Regions from separate parts of the Canis lupus genome. Here region 2 is linked to region 1. The links are chromatin contacts, called in public Hi-C maps. All regions are on one chromosome and are shown on one strand. Each heading gives the region's core, a stretch centred on a gene start, on an enhancer-like site or on the middle of the called end of the contact. The rest is flanking DNA. Distances are from core to core; before and after follow the strand shown. Region 1 holds the start of C32H4orf3. Region 2 overlaps LOC102152366 (a long non-coding RNA gene).

Region 1 (5,009 bases), core at 1,826-4,325:
TTCACGTCACTGTGACTAGCTATATACAAGACCTAACTAGTATAAATGGAGCATATCATCAACAAGTAAAAATGTTGAATGCGAAGCTTTGCCATTAGAGGAAAGCACATATTATCACCTCACTGAGAAGACTTTTATGAAGTACTGCTAACCACTCACACTGCTATCAAAATAAAGGGAAAATCCTCCTGGAGTTACACAAGCCTTGCCAACATACACCAGGATCAGCACTCCTGTGACAAATAGAAGACCATTCCTAAGATGACCTTAAAGTAAAGATTTCCCAGGCAAATTCCCAAGTCCTAGAAGCAGACAAAATCATGAGATAGATAGCTTTTCCCAAGATCACAGATCAAGAACCTTCACTTCCACCTATTTTCTCCCCCACTGGGTCTCCCTACTCCCAGTGGGAACTAAGAAAGAGGAAAAAAAAATCTTCCTTTTAACAAAGCCTCCCCTTTCTTTAGCCACTTATTAAAAGGGTGATTGGAGGGGTGCCTGGCTGGCTCAGTTGGTGGAGTATATGGGACTCCTGATCTCCAGGTTGTGAGTTTGTACAGAGATTACTTAAAAATAAAATCTTCGAGGAGATTGCTTGTCTCAATCTATCCTACTCTCCCTCTGACCCTCTGCTATGGACTGTCTTTCAAACTGTGTCTCACTTAACTCTTGTTTTCTCAGCAGGTTATGCAGAACTGACACCCCATTAAATCACTTTTCCAAACCCTGGCCACATTAACTAATCGATCTGATTGTTGGTTATGTCAACATCTAGATCTTGCAAAAGAACCTGAAATTAATTTTTATTCCTGCGAATATGACCAACTGGTGGACCAATTTGGGAAAATGGATATATGACAGGGTATGGCATCCATGACCAAAAATACATATCATTCTTCAGTTTTTGGTGAGTCAACTGTACGTGGAAAAACCTCTATGGAAGCTCAAGGACTGTCCTTTGCTCAAAGACATTAGAAGGGAGTTTTTTTCCTTTTTATTGAAAATCCCGATGGTACTGGACCTTTCCCACATGACATATCAAGTCAATACTACAATCAAACTTTTTGGTCTGATTCCACAGGTGCATCCTCAAGCCTCTCATGAAGGTCAGAAATCATTTCATTACTGACTCTTATGGTACAGACACTTACCAAACCACCAGATTTTACAGCAGGTTCCCAGCGTAACCCGGGAGCAGCTGAGTTGCCAAAGGCCAAAGATCACATATGGGGAAACAAAAAATTTGCGCTAACCTAATCATATAACAAAACCATGCCTTATTGCTGCTAAGGCCTAATTGCAGGCCTCCTATATCCAATATTTCACAACCTGTTCTTCTAGAGACTGACAGGAATACACAGAAGATGGAGATGTGCAGATGCCAATAAGGCAGGTGACAAGATACATCAGACCCCAACTTAGTAGGTCAAAAGTTTCATTCTGATCTCATCCATGAATGGTACTGGTCTTTTTTTTTTTTTTTTTTTTTTAAGATTTTATTTATTTACTCATGAGAGACACAGAGAGAGAGAGAGAGAGAGAGAGAGAGAGAGAGAGAGAGGCAGAGACACAGGTAGAGGGAGAAAGCAGGTTCCATGCAGGGAGCTGGATGTGGGGCTGGATCCTGGGAGCCCAGAACCACACCCTGGGCTGAAGGCGGCGCTAAACCGTTGGGCCACCCAGGCATTCCGGTACTGGTCTTTTTATCTTATGTGATGATAAGGTATACAAAGAGTTCCACCTAGACGGTCAGGATGATGCGGACTCAGATTCCTGATACTCTCTGTCCTGGTACTCCACCTTAAATGCCAGCCCAATTACAAACTTAGGGTCCTTTGGTCTTAAAGTAGTGCCACATGAATACACTAAACAAGATGTTACAGAAAACTGGCTCGTGCATCACAATTCTAAGTTCTTTTTTCAATATTGGGCTCCCTTTTCCCAGGCTTTCAAACTCTTGAGTTGGAAAAGGCAGTTCTAAATCTTTCCACAGAAATATAACAGGATTTCAGTATCATTACACACACATTGGAAGCCCTTCTATCATCAGTTAATAGTTTAGGCTTTCTGTTATACTCCAAAGTTACCTCTTCCTAGACACACTGACAGCCCCAAAGGAGGAGTTCAGGCAATCACTGGTGAAGAATGCTACTTCTGTGTAAATTGCTTGAAACAAATAGTGTTTAACCTGCACCTTTTGAAAGACCAGATAAACACTCTCCATCAGATAAATGAGGTTCAGCCATTCTGTTGGGCTGACCTATTTCTAGGGATAGGAGGCTGATTTAACAGGATATGAGGAAATGTGCTTCGACTTATTTCCTATGTATTCTTATCCTAACCTATTCTTTCCCTTTGCAGATAGATCCCTTGCCACTTGGCTGCTAACTTCTTTTTTTTTTTTTCTCCACAGCCACCAATTCAGCTTTCATGTAAAACTTCTAATGAACTTTCAGACAGAGGAAATGAAGGAGTTCAGAGTGTGTCACCCCAAAATACACTGCTTTGGCATATTGATTAAGTTAAAGGAGCCTGAGAAACAGCAGGTGCAAGAGGGCCACTCTGGCCTTCCTCAATTCTTCCCGACAGGAGATAAAACTCCCATGTGAAAGGTGCCTACCCTCTACGAGGAGGAAGAAAAACATTCTTATCACCAGAGATGGGGAATCAGGCTGAGAAATCTGTACAAACAAACCTTGGGACCCTGATGTTTATCTCCCTGTCATTCTTCACAATTTACCACCCCTGACCCAAACCCCTTTGCCTGGTTTGACTCTCTATCTAAAAGGAGTAAAGCTTTCTGTTCTGGTCGCTTCTTTTATCTTCATTCTCTTGTGAAGGTTCTCATGTGCACATAAAAACCAAAAACTAATAGACCTTGAGTGCTTTTCCCCTGAAGTCTCATCTTATGTCAGTTTAATGCCTAGGCCCTGCTGGAGGCCCAAAGAAGGTCGGTAGAGGGGAATTTTTCCTCACTTACAATGGCCATTTTCTTTCTGCTAGCACTCCAATCTCCTAGGGGGTCACATTCCCAAAAGCTTGGGGGTTACCCTTAAATTCACTCCCATGGGGTACATGCCGCAGTCTCAGGATTTGCTCTCGGCCTCCTTAGAAGCCCCGGCTCTTACTTACGACGTCCACCTCATTATAACTGTTTCAGGAATGAATAGGTGTGACGTGCCATATACACAATACAGACCCTATCAGAGGGGGCCCTAAACCCTTGGCAATGAGGACCCGAAAGAAATACAGGGACAAGGAAAGGTGACCGTGGGCAGTTCCTGGGTGGGATCCAGCACCTGACGTCCGCGGGACTTGAGGGTGACTTCTTCCAGGGAAACCAGTCTAACCAGCTCTCCCTCAGGGCGCAGCAGAGCCGAAGGGGCGGCCCCGCGCACGCCGCGGCCGGGAGGAGGCCGAGCCCCGCCGAGCTGCGCGCCGAGCTGCCCGCCGAGCTGCCCGCCGAGCTGCCTGCCGAGCGTCACGGAGACAGCGAAGCGCCGGAAGGCGAGGGGACCAGGCCGTTTCCGGGGAGGGGAGCGCGCATGCGTAGGCGCCGCGCTGTGGCCGTTTGCGGGCAAGGCGAACCCGGAAGTGCGGGACCTGAGGGATTTCCGGCTGCGGCGGGGCGACGACTGGTGGGTGATGGAGGCGGGCGCAGCAGCAGAAGATGGTCGGGACGGCCCCCGGGAGCGACTGCGCTTGGGCGAAGCCGGGAGGCAGCCGCAGAACCACGAAGTGCGGCCTCAATCCGCAGCCGACCGGTTTCCGAAACATTCCTACTGGCTGGATCTGTGGCTCTTCATCCTCCTCGACGTGGTGTTGTTCGTCTTCGTGTATCTTTTACCGTAGTGAGTACTCGGAACGCGGAGTTGAACGGGTAGGGAGCCGACCACCACGGTGTGGGCGTTGGCCAGGTAACTGAATTCCAGGGAGTAGGGTACGCCCAAAATAATGACCCAGCTGGCCAAGTGGCAGAGTCGACTGGGGTGCTGGGGGTCGGGATGAGACGAAGTAAAGTGTTCTTCCTGGGCACCTCAGGGTCTTCAAAGAGGTGTGGAAGGAATTTGGCTTCATAATTTCTTCTTCTTATGTTTTGGAATGAAACCACCTGGGGTTGGGGGCACCTGGGTAGCTCAGGTCATGATCCCCGGGGCCTGGGATCCGCGTCAGACTCCCTGCGGAGCGCGGAGCCGACTGCTCCCTCTCCCTCTGCCCCTCCCTTCCACTTGTGCTCTCTCATAAAAAAATAAAATCTTACAAAAGAAAAAGAAAAGAAAAAGAAAAAGAAACCAGCTGGATTTGAGTTCCTCTAGTACCGCAAAATTAGAGATACTATTTAGCTTTTCTGAGCTTCATTTTTCCCATTTACCACTTGGGACCAGTAGTAACCAGGTCATAGGGGTGTAGTGAGGATTAAATGACATAGTACTTGATCCGAAAGCGATGTGCACGCTTGCCCGGCAGCAGTAAGCGCTCGACGAAAGGTGGTGTTGGCTGTACTGCGCAGCTTGACGTCCCGCAGGCCGGGTAGAGATCTCAGACAGGTCCAGATATGAACGCTTAATAACGTCTTACTAAGACGTTATTTTTCAGGGTCCCCATTTCGGTAAATGTTAACGCACTCTGAAAAGACAGTTTTGGAAAGGGTAAGGGAAGGAAGGATAAAGAAAGGGCAGGGGAGCAGAACAAGAAGAGGGAGACGGGACTGAAATGATGAGGGAAAATTCAGGAGAAGCAGTGAGCTGAAGAGAGAACCTGTGGAAAAGCGGCGCAGCTCATTTGGTTGGACATTAGGGAGCTCGCTTGGACTTCAGGGTTGTTTGCTTAACCGTAAGTTAACTTTTCTCCATCATTATGCTTAAGAATTTGTAATCCTTGATAGGCAATTATATCTTCCTTCCCCACCTCCAAAATTTTGGCAAAGATTTGGGCATAAACTCATTGTATCTAAGGCCCCATTGTTGCTGGTCTCTTGGATAGTGTGACAAGATTAGAAGGCAGAAGGT
Region 2 (5,009 bases), core at 1,413-3,912, 720 kb after region 1:
TTGTTTGTTTTGATACTAGCCATTCTGACTGGGGTGAGATGCTATCTCGTTGTCATTTTGATTTGCATTTCCCTGATTATTAGTGACATTGGGGGTCTTTTCAGTGTCTGTTGGCTATCTGTATGTCTTCATTGGAAAATGTCTATTCACATCCCCTGCCTTTTTTTTAATTGGGTTGTTCTGCGTTTTGCTATTGAGTTGTATGAATTCTTTATGTATTTTGGATATTAACCCCTTATTACATATATGATTTACACATACTCTCTCCTATTTGGTAGGTTGACTTTCCATTTTCTTGAAAATTTCCTTTGCTATGAAGAAGCTTTTTAGTTTGATGTAGTCTCACTAGCTTATTTTCACTTTTGTTGCCTTTGCTTTTGGAGTCAGAACCAAGATCAATGTCAGTGCCTCTGTTTTTTCCTAGGAATATTTATGGTTTCAGGCTTACATTCAAGTCTTTAATCCATTTTTAGTTCATTTCTGTGTATTGTAAGAAAATATTCCAGTTTCGTTCTTTTGCATGTGGCTGTCAAGTTTTCCAGCACTATTCATTGAACAGATTGTCCTTTCCCATTGTGTATTCTTGGCTCCTTTGTTGTAAATTAATTGACCGTATATGCATGGGTTTATTTCTGGGCTCTCTATTCTGTTCCATTGATCAATGTGTCTTTTTTTTTTTATGATTTATTTATTTATATTGGGGGGGAGGGGCAAAGGAACAGGGAGAGAGAGAATCTCAAACAGACTTCTGCTGAGCACAGAGCCTAAAGCCGGGCTCCATCTCATGACTCTGAGATCATGACCTAAGCTGTGAGATCATGACCTAAGCTGAAGTCAAGAGTTGGACACTTAATTGATTGAGCCACACAGGCAGTTCTCACTCTGTCTTTTTATACCAGTATCATACTATAGCTTTGCAATATTACCAACCACGAAGCATGATGTCTCCAGTTTTGTTCTTTTTCAAAATTGCTTTGACTATTTGGATCTTTTGTAGATCCAAATACAAATTTTAGCATTGTTTGCTTTATTTCTGTGAAAAATGCATTGGAATTTTGACAGGGATTGTATTGACTCTGTGGATTGCTTTGCACAGTAGGAACATTTAAACAATATTCTTCCAATCAATGAGTGCAGAATTTCTTTCCATTTATTTATATCATCTTCACTTTCTTTCATCAGTGGTTATAATTTTCAGTATATGGGTTTTTCAATTTTTAGTGTATTTCTGTATGAATCAAAGTACTAGTTATCTATTTTTTTTTTAATTTATTTATGATAGTCACACAGAGAGAGAGAGAGAGGCAGAGACACAGGCAGAGGGAGAAGCAGGCTCCATGCACCGGGAGCCCGACGTGGGATTCGATCCCGGGTCTCCAGGATCGCGCCCTGGGCCAAAGGCAGGCGCCAAACCGCTGCGCCACCCAGGGATCCCCTATTGTTTTTTTTCAGATTAACCTAAGCACGTGGATTTTTTAAAAATTTTTTATTTATTTATTTATGATAGTCACACAGAGAGAGAGAGGCAGAGACACAGGCAGAGGGAGAAGCAGGCTCCATGCACCAGGAGCCCGACGTGGGACTCGACCCCGGGTCTCCAGGATCGCGCCCTGGGCCAAAGGCAGGCGCCAAACCACTGCGCCACCCAGGGATCCCAGCATCGTGGATTAAAACAATAAGCATTTATTATCTCACACAAGTTTTGTGGATCAGGATCCAAAAGCAGCCTATCTTAGTTGTTGCATGAGGTTGCAATCAGGATATTGACTGAGGCTGCAGTATCATCTTCCAAGGTGGCTCACTTACCTGCTTGGCAAGTTAATGTTAATTGTTGGCAGGAAGTCTCATCCTCAGCTTGTGGATCTCCATTAGGCTGCTGCTGAGATGTTCTCATGATATGGCAGCTGGCTTCTCCCAAAGTGAGTGATCCAAGAGAGGAAGTACCAATGATTTTATGACCTAGTCTGAGAAGTTACATGCTATCACTTGTTAGAACCAAGTTATTACTTCCAGCTCACACAAAAAGGGAGAGAAATTAAACTCCATCTCTTAAAGGAGAGAATGTAAAAATTTGTTGACACAAGTTAAAACTGCCACATTAAGAATGGTTGAGGTTATGTTGCAGTTAATGAACAGTCTACAATCTTTGGCGCTTAAAACAACGAGTGTTTCCTATCATGTTCTTGTTTAAAGATTTTCTACTATATGCTGGACCCTGTTCTTGGTGTTGGGGCAGGAACAATAAACAGACAAAATTTCTTACTCATGGAGTTTATATTTTAGTGGCACAAAATTGACATAAATAAGAGTATTAGAGTTATATCAGAGGAGTAGAACTACTAGGATATCAATATCAATACTGATATTTCTAGTGTAAGGTCAACCAAAGCTGTCAAAAGGAGGAAGCAAGGAAAAATGGCAACTGCAAGGATGAACTGAAATCCATGAAAATAAAGTGGAATCTGCATTCATTTTCCTCTAGTTCCAAGGATTCAACTTTGATGATAGAGGTGATCTGCAGGAGGAACTGGTCCTTTGTCACAGACCCACAAGTTGCAGAGGTTGAAACGGGCAGGAGTTGAAGAAGGTACAGACCTGGCTGCAGCCCCACACCAACAAAATGAGCTAGCAGATTAGGTGAGAATTTGCATAATCTGCAACATTGCCTCATGCCCTGTACTGACCTAAGTGTGAAAGTATATGACTGCTGTTTCACTTTCAATTACTATGCAAAATATCTCTTGTGGCCATACTAACCTGTAACTATTCAGGCGAGGAAATGAAACTGTAATACTAGGTTAGCTAAATTGACAAAATAGAAATCAACCACAATAAGTAAATTATATGAAAATTTAAAGTCAGTAAGTGCAATAGAGAAAATAAAGGTAGGGATGAGAAATGTTTGCAGTGAGGATAGGAATTATAATTTAAAAAAACATTCAGGGTAGATCTTGAGATGGTGACATTAGGTCAAACAAAAAGACTTAAGGTGAAGGAATGAAACGTGCTGATATCTGGAAGAATATTGTTTTTTTTAGCGATTTATTCACTAAGAGAGAGAGAGAGAGACAGCATGAGCAGGGGGAAGGGCAGAGGGAGAGAGAGACTCTCAAGCAGACTCCATGCTGAGTGTGGAGCCTGACCTGGGGCTTGATTCAACCCTGAGATCACCACCTGAATGGAAACCAAGAATCAGGTGCCCCTAGAAGAAGAATATTCTAAGTCTTCAGTGCTTCCTGAGTGGCACCATAGCTGCTGTGGTAGACAGCCTTTTCTAAGATTCCTAATGATTCCCACATCATATTATTCCCTCCTTTATGTAATTCCCTTGCCTTAAGTGGTGAAGTGATGAGATCTCACTTCTGAGATTATGTTATAAAAGACTCTTCTTTTTTGCTACCATTGCTTCTCTTGTCTTTTTGGATTGCCTGCTGTGATGAAGCAAGCTGCTATATTAGAGTGGCCTATGTGGCAAGGAACAGAGGGTGGTCTCTGGCCAACATGCAGTAAGGAACTGAGGCTGTCAGATCAATAGCCCCTGAGGAACTGAATCTTGACAACAGCCGTGTAAGTGAGATTGGATCTTTAACCATTTGAGCCTTGAGATGACTACAGCCCCAGATGTTGATTGTAGTCTGTGAAAGACACTGAAGCAGAGAATCCAGATAAACCAGATAATATTGTTTTAAGTGAGTAGTACATTTAAGAATTGTTTGTTATGCAGCAATTGATAACTCATATACGTGGCATGTTCAAGGAATAAAAATGAGACCAGTTTGGCTGAAGTGGGGTAACCAAATAGCAAGTGAAGTTAGAAAGGTGATAGGTTTCCTAGGGTTTTTTGCATCATTAAATGACTTTGAGTTTTCGTTTTTTTTTTTTTTTTTTTTTTGAGTGAACTTGGTAGCTGTTGGAGAGTTTGGAGGAGAGGAGTGATATGATCTGACTTAGGATTTACATGTTTCTTCTCAAAGCACTATTGAGAAGACACACAGTGTCTAGGGATAGTGTTTGAGTAGGGCAACCAGTTAGGCTAGTATGGTCATACAGATGAGAGAATGGTGATGACAATGATCCCAGTAGAGGAAATGAATGATTCAATTCTCAATATATTTTTATGATAGAGCTTATGGAATTTGATGATTGGGTATAGGTTGTAAGAGATATCTTTTAGACATTTGAGTAGAATTTTTGACTAGGGAATTTAATATGGAGTGTGGAGTTAATATGGAGTTCTGGGGAGAGGTCTGGACTGAGAGCTATCCAAGTGTAGAAGGCACTTAATGCCATGAGATTGGATACTAATAACAAGGGAGTAAAAGATACATAGAAAATGAGATCAAAGACTGAGTCCTTATGCCTTCTTAACATTTATCTACCAGGAAAAGAAGCAGGAACCAGCAAAGGATATTGAGAAGTTAGGTAAGGAGGAAAGCCATTGGAGTGTGGTATCCTGAAGTCAAGAAGAAAGTTTTTCAAATAAGAGAGAGTGATCAACTGTTCATGGTACAAGTAAAACGGAAGTTGAGCAATGACTATTGGATTTAGTAATATGAAGGTCATTTAGGACCTTGGTGAGAACAGTTTCACAGAGAATGGAAAGGGAATTGGAGACTATGGACTTAGTTAACCCATTTGCAGTTATGCTAGAAAACGGAAGAGAAATGGGGGAGTATCTAGAGAGGGATATGGGATCAAGAGTGGATTATTTTTTTTTTTTTTCCTGGAAGTGTTACAATTCCAGATTTCAAGATACTACAAAGCTATAGTAATCAAAGCAGTATGGTACTGGCACAAAAACAGAACAGAGAGTTCAGAAGTAAACTCACACTTTCATGGTCAATTAACCTTAGACAAAGGAGGCAAGATACACAATGGGAAAGATAGTCTCTTCAACAAATGATGCTGGAAATATGAGACTTCTTTCTTACACTATACACAAAAATAAATTCAAAATGGATTAAAGACCTAAATGTGAGTGAGACCTGAAACCATAAAGCTTCTAGAAG

Evidence for each region. A called contact is a pair of places that touch in the nucleus more often than the background predicts.
Region 2: a contact with region 1 is called in a Hi-C map of blood, with 4 times the contacts expected there. The contact joins the enhancer-like site here to the promoter of C32H4orf3 in region 1. A contact is called at or near these places in 2 of 9 Hi-C or Micro-C datasets (both in blood).

What each region holds. Positions count from the first base shown.
Region 1 is chr32:1,610,554-1,615,562 of UU_Cfam_GSD_1.0, forward strand. It overlaps C32H4orf3, which reads left to right and starts at 3,076. Exons shown (of 3, transcript XM_038582449.1): 1 at 3,076-3,170; 2 at 3,336-3,917. The coding sequence starts at 3,076. The coding sequence ends at 3,852.
Region 2 is chr32:2,332,864-2,337,872 of UU_Cfam_GSD_1.0, forward strand. LOC102152366 (a long non-coding RNA gene) reads left to right here. Exons shown (of 12, transcript XR_005382595.1): 2 at 2,483-2,637. Among named protein-coding and RNA genes, the nearest start is that of PRSS12, 86 kb to the left of the region's middle. Within about 2 kb of position 2,663, at least 4 of the 20 cell types and tissues checked have an H3K27ac peak or open chromatin away from gene starts, as enhancers often do. A contact at or near this core is called in blood, where this site is marked.